Regions from separate parts of the Sus scrofa genome. Here region 1 is linked to region 2. A link is a contact called in public Hi-C data. All regions are on one chromosome and are shown on one strand. Each heading gives the region's core, a stretch centred on a gene start, on an enhancer-like site or on the middle of the called end of the contact. The rest is flanking DNA. Distances are from core to core; before and after follow the strand shown.

The links. Hi-C and Micro-C count contacts between places; a contact is called where the count stands out from the background.
Region 1: a Hi-C map of liver shows a contact between it and region 2, with 1.5 times the contacts expected there. The contact joins two enhancer-like sites. A contact is called at or near these places in 2 of 47 Hi-C or Micro-C datasets (embryonic fibroblasts and liver).

Annotation. Positions count from the first base shown.
Region 1 is chr3:14,040,714-14,043,772 of Sscrofa11.1, reverse strand. The region is part of intron 2 of AUTS2 (AUTS2, activator of transcription and developmental regulator); the gene reads right to left. Among named protein-coding and RNA genes, the nearest start is that of AUTS2, 480 kb to the right of the region's middle. Within about 2 kb of position 1,447, at least 1 of the 83 cell types and tissues checked has an H3K27ac peak or open chromatin away from gene starts, as enhancers often do. A contact at or near this core is called in liver, where this site is marked.
Region 2 is chr3:13,691,282-13,694,791 of Sscrofa11.1, reverse strand. All of the region lies in intron 1 of AUTS2 (AUTS2, activator of transcription and developmental regulator), which reads right to left. Among named protein-coding and RNA genes, the nearest start is that of AUTS2, 130 kb to the right of the region's middle. Within about 2 kb of position 1,476, at least 3 of the 83 cell types and tissues checked have an H3K27ac peak or open chromatin away from gene starts, as enhancers often do. A contact at or near this core is called in liver, where this site is marked.

The DNA.
Region 1 (3,059 bases), core at 198-2,697, 350 kb before region 2:
GGACCCTCCTCTTGCCTTCCATCACTACACCACCCATATACCATCTCTGCACACAAAAATCAGAGTCTACAAACAGTAAATGCTGGAGAGCGTGTGGGGAAAGGGAACCCTATTACACTGTTGGGGGAATATACATTGGTGCAACCACTGTGGAAAACAGTATGGAGATTCCTCAAAAAACTAAAAATAGAATTACCATTTGATCCAGCAATCGACTCCTGGGCATCTATCCAGAGAAAACCATGATTCTAAAAGATATATGTGCTCCAATGTTGATCACAGCACTACACAATATCCAAGACATGGGAACAACCTAAATGTCCATCGACAGAGAAGTGGATAAAGAAGATGTGATACATATATACACAATGGAATATTACTCAGCCATTAAAAGGAAAGAAATAACGGCATTTGCAGAAACATGGATGGACCTAAAAATTGTCATGCTACGTGAAGTTAGTCAGACAGTGAGACACCAACATCATACGCTATCACTTACATGTGGAATCTAAAAAAAGGACACAACGAACTTCTTTACAGATACTGACTCACAGACTTTGAAAAACTTATGGTTTCCAAAGGAGACAGTTGGGAGGTAGGGGGATACAGTGGGGGTTTGGGATAGAAATGCTATAAAATTGGGTTGTGATGATATAGACACACAGATAGACATGTACAGATAGTAAAACTACAAATGTAATAAAATTGAGTAATTAAAAAAAAATCAGACAGAGTGACACAGATCCAACTCTGATCTTGAGAAAGGAACTTAAGAAAAGGACATTCACCAGGAATGAGGGGAGGAACTGGCAAAGCTATCATTTAGCTTTAACTTAAAGTGACAAGAAAAGTTGTTAATGATCTCACTTAACTCAAGCTTCCCTGTTTCTCCAATTGATTAGAAATTAAGGTCCATTTATCATCAGTGATAATGATCTTATAAAAAGCACACAATTAAGTCAAAGTGTATTGAGAAATCACTGGTTAGAGGGCTGCCTGTACAAATGCTAAGCAGTTAGGAGTTAAACAAATGATAAGAGGCACTAGAACCATCCAGCACTACATCCACAGGAATGCTACTTCCCAGGCCTTTCACTTGCTTAATTGAGTGGCTGGCTTACTTAACTGTCCCCTTTGAAGTGATTTATTGAATCCAAAACGTGTTAAAATCTATTAGCCTAACACCCACACAAGTTCAGGGAACAGGCTCTGTGGCAATGAACAGTAAGGAGCAGAGGCTTCTCCCGAATAATCCATCTAGGTCAACTTCTCCATGCTGGACTTGGACAGCTGGGAGGCCTTCATTCAGTTCAGATACTAACAACTCTCCCTTTCCTCCACTAGTTTGGCCAATTATGGCAGCCTGGGAAATATGTCATCTAGTGGCCTCTTCTTACATCAATATTTGACTGCTTTCCATGTAAAACACGCTATTAAGTTAATCAGAAATTGACTCTCACCACAAACAGGTCGAATTAAGATAAAATCCATGCTCTTTGCCTGTGTGAAGCTGGGACACTAAACCAGACATGAATGCCAGCATACAGATTAAATGTCATTAAAGGCAATTTGTCACCTACACACATTTACCTCAATCTAATAATTAGCTAAAGGTCAGAGATAAACCTGTGTGTTTGAATCTACATCCCCCTTCCTTTAGGATTCAAAGCAAGGCTGAAGGCAGTAGGCAAATTTGCATAATCTTAAATAAACCAATCAATTTGGAAATATTCAACAGAATTAAATATTAGCAGGGGGTAATGACCCAAGAAGGCAGACTGAGGAGCAGAAAGAAGGAGGTGCCATTAAGACCTTAAGTTCTGGGCATCACAGCTTTATGGAATCACTTTCCTTATTTACTCTTGCCCTAACCTACCTGCTAACTTGACCCTTTCCACATTACTTTATTAGAGTCAATATATAAAGCATTTGTTCTAACTGGCATAAAGTGCCAAGACTGATGAATTCAGGATGCCCAGTCTGGAGTAGTGGATGAGACGTCTTCAATTCCAAGGAAAAATAACCTCTTCCCTTCTGCTCCCCTTTCCCTCTCAGTCAGTCTCACAATGCTCAGAATACAACCTTCTAGTCAAGAGCAAGTATTTTAAAAGCAGATTAATTCTGATAGAGGTAAAATGCAGATAAGGGGGAGTTCCCTGGTGGCCTGGCAGTTGGGGATCCAACATTGTCACTGCTGTGGAGTAGGCTCAATCCCTGGTCCAGGAACTTCTGCATGCCACAAGTGCGGCCATTAAAAAAATAATAATAATAATAATTAAAAGAAAGTTCCAATGGACAAGCTTCCCTTAGAGAGGGAAGATTCTTACACATTTTCTACTGAGAAGAAATTTGTAGGGGTGGCGGCTACAGGGACAGGAAAGAAGAAAGGGAGGTGGGAACCACCTATGCCAATTCTGGCTAAGATAAAAAGGCTTTGGATTCTGTGCTTTGGAGCATTCAAGATTCATTCATTCAACAACAACAAAATCTATTCCTTTGTGCAACATACTGTGAATATAATAATGAACCCAACACAGTCACTCCCCTTATGAACTGAGAGACTCTCTCCTGAGGAGTCTGAAAGAAACAGGTAATTCCTATAGAATGTTTCAACTCAGCTTTGAGGGAATTCAAGGCAGGAGGTCTGAAGAAATGCCCTTGACCCATGTGGGGAGGCAGGCAAGGGTAGAAGTAAGGTTTCTTCAAAAGGCGGCTCCACGACTTTGATTTGTTGATACTGCATTCCATTAAAAGCCTTTCTAAAACACTGTTCAGTGTTGGTTTGGGAAGAGGTGCAAACGGGTGCAGGAACCTGGCAAAAGTCCTGCGTAGAGGAGTGGAATCTCAACTAGATACCATGTCCTACATACATCAATGCGTTTCTGTGTTTGGCAGAGTCACCATTCAACAAATATTTCTGAGAACTGCTCCACAATCAAGTTGCACCAATATTCCCCCTTTACCTTCCCCCATCCATCTTGGACATGCCCGGATCTGTGTACTCTGGTCCAGACGTGACCACAAAGTAGAGGAAAACCCAGTATTAGCACTAAGCAATG
Region 2 (3,510 bases), core at 227-2,726:
TCCCAAAATGAACAAAGGGATTTTGTAATTAAATACTTTTGCTTTTTTTCTCTATACATGACTTTACTTTTTATTCAATACGGAAATGAATACCTAGTGTTTGGGCCTTATCTAGTGAAACTGACCATAGCCAACATTGTTTCTGAATATCAAATTGGAAAAAAACAAAACAAAACAAAACACGGGACACATAGAAATACTCTGTGGTCAACCAGGAAAAGAAATTCCGCGGGAAACAAGGCTGATTAGGGCAAGAGTCTTCACAGAGCCAGCATTCCAGCACTTGCTGAATGTTGAGTCTCCTCATATACCTCCCTCTGGACTGACCACAGAGCCCTCATACTCCAAAATCAGCATTTGCTCACTATAAATTAAGTTTACTCTCAACGTAGATACAGAACTGAACCTGCTCTGAGCACCTATGTATACCTATGCCCCACCTTTACAACAGCAAAAAGCAAACACTTCAAAGGCAATCTACCAGGATATTAAATGAGCTACCATAACATCCTTCATGGTGACCAGACCCCAAAGAAAAGCCTTCCCTCCACTTTTTTTGGGCTGTACCCAAGGTATGCAGAAGTTCCTTGGCTGCGCCCAAGGTATGTCAGGGATCAAACTCGCAGTGACCGCACCGTATCTTTAACCTGCTGAAACATCAGGGAATGCCACAGTTTTCAGTCTTGAAATGAACACATCTTGATACTAAAGTTAGGAATTGGGTCCACAGTCTTCCCATCAGCCTCCAACCCCCAGTGAACATATACTTTCTAAGCACCAACTACTGAGCTTAAGCACAGTGAGGTATGGGGGAAAAGACATTTGTAATTTGCTATGTGAAGTGCTTCTTAACACATCACTAAATCCTCACTAGAAATTTGCTACCTGTCTTACAGATGAGAATGAGTAAATGATGCATCCTGGGAAGGCAGAGAATGACTAAGTTCACTTAAATAATAAATTGTAGCGCTATGGCTGTACTCCTGATTGGTCCAGACCCTGTGTCCAGTGCTGTGTAGAGAGACAACCCAGCTGAATAAGACACAACCTTTGTACTCAAAGGGTTTTAGAGGTTAATTTAGATAAGGAGACAACTGGCATGAAGGCATATGACAAATGCCAACTGAGTGTACACAGCTACACAGATAAAAGGAACTCTCTTATGAAAATGAATACAAAGTCCAAGGAACATTTCAAAATCTGTTCTGTACAAAGTACCGAGATTCACAAATGAGAAAGAACAGGTTAAAGAGCTCTATAGGTCATCAGTATCACATAAATGTTAGCTGTTAATAAAGGTAATAATACCAGTTATAACTTACTTGGCATTTGCTATGGCTCAAGCACCATGCTGAGAGTTTCGCATACATTTTCTCTTTTTTTTTTTTCTTTCTCTTTTTTGGCTGACCCACAGCATATGGAGTTCATGGGCCAGGGATCAGATCTGAGCCAGAGGTGCGACTTATACCACAGTTGTGGCACTGCCAGATCCTTTAACCCACTGTGCCTGGCTGGGGACCAAGCCTGCTTCCTGACGCTGCAGAGATGCTGCCAATCCTGTTGCGCCACAGAAGGGACTCCACATTTTCTTATTTAATTAAATGACCCATCAATGTTATCCCCATTTATAACAGGAAACTGGGGAAAGAGAAGTTAAATTACCCCAGAGTCACATAAGTAAGTGGGACAGCTGGATTAAACAAGTCACTTCTGTCAAAGACCGTGTTTTTCAACCACTGTCTCCAGTGTCTCTATCTCCTGAAGTCATTTTTGTTATACAGTCTCCGAAGTCCTAAGCACTCAGATCTGGTGCACATACTGTGTATTTCTGATGGGCATCCTCAACTTGTACATTTTTCTAAACCCAGATCCCTAATGTCCACAGTTAACAGGGCCGTGGTTAATTTCCAAAAATAAAGCCACCAAAGATCCCATGTGGTCTCTAACTACTGGGGGGGAAAGAAATTCAAGAAATGATGGTACACACATATTAAACAAAGGCTACAACTACTTGGTACTTTAAACACTACTGAGCTTCTTAACAGTGCTTAAGAGAAGACTTAAATGCATTAAAAAAAAATCTCTGTACATTTGTTATTCTCATCCCGGCTTTGTAGATGAGTAAACACAGACTTAGAGACACTACCAGAATGTAAGATAGGAACTCTGTTTCTCTTCCTCTCCCAAAACCTGTGAATAACACAAGCTCCTGATTTTTTCTTTAACTTTTTTAACTTACACTTTGGTGTGTATCCCCCACCCCACCCCCCTTTTTTTTCCTTCTTTTATTTTTCAGCTGTACTCAACAGCACATGGAAGTTCCTAGGCCAGGGATCAAATCCAAGCTGAAGCTGCAACCTACGCCACAGCTGCAGCAACTCCAGATCTTTAAGCCACTGCACTGGACTGGGAATTAAACCCATGCCATCACAGAGACAACACTGGATCCTTAACCCACAAGCTCCTGATTTAGCCCAATGTTCCTCACTGCACTGCAGGTAAGAAGAAGGTAAATGAATCTACAGGAAGTCAGATGGATCCATGAAACTCCTTTTAATTAAACCATAAGAAATATTAGCGGGTAAAAAAAAATGGTGTTAGACCTTTGAAAAGATGACAAATTTGTCCATCTTAAGGTATCAAAAGAAGTAAAAAAAAAAAAATCAACAACATAAATTCCTTTAAAATTAAAAACTATAATAAATAAGGAACCATAAAAAGTATTCATGGAAAACACTGCAAAGAGTTAGAGTGTGTGTGTGTGTGTGTGTGTGTGTAAACATAAAGTTCACATCAGTTAAGAAAGAACGTAAATGGGGTTCAAATTAGCACACAAAAATAAAGGGAAGGTACAACTTTTCAGGGATACAGTTATGAAAGAAATCCAGTAGCTTTTTATCTCCAAAAATGTAAATAATGGTATTTTTAAGGCAAGTACACTTTATATTGCTAATGACAATACACAGTGTAAAAGTAATATACAAGCTGTAAAGACAGTATGCACTGAAAAACTCTTGAAGCAAAAAGGCCCTCGGTTATTATTCTACAACAGAGAATCAATCAAAGAAATTAAGGAGGGAGGATTTTACACAGTACAAGTAAGTTTTTGTGATATAACAGCACAAAATTTAAAATACCCACCATTAGAAGACATAAATTATGGCACAATTTGATGTACTACTGTGTGGCCATTAAATTATTAAGATAATATAGCAACACAGGAAATGGCTTTTTTAATATTAAACAAGTAGAAAATTATTTGATAGGATTATACCTCCTTTGTCTCTAGGCCTTAGAGACAAAGCCTAGAAATCAAGATATTACCGGGGGGGGGGGGGGGGGGGAGAGACAGGTCAGGAGAAGATTTCTTTCAAAGGAGTCTCTGAATTTTTTTCCTCTTTACAAAAAACATTAATAAAAGAAATACTATATATGTGTGCTGTTAAATATAATGGTAATTCGAGAAAGGAAAGTGGCTCTCCTCCCACCCTCTGCCCATCTGTTTCCCTG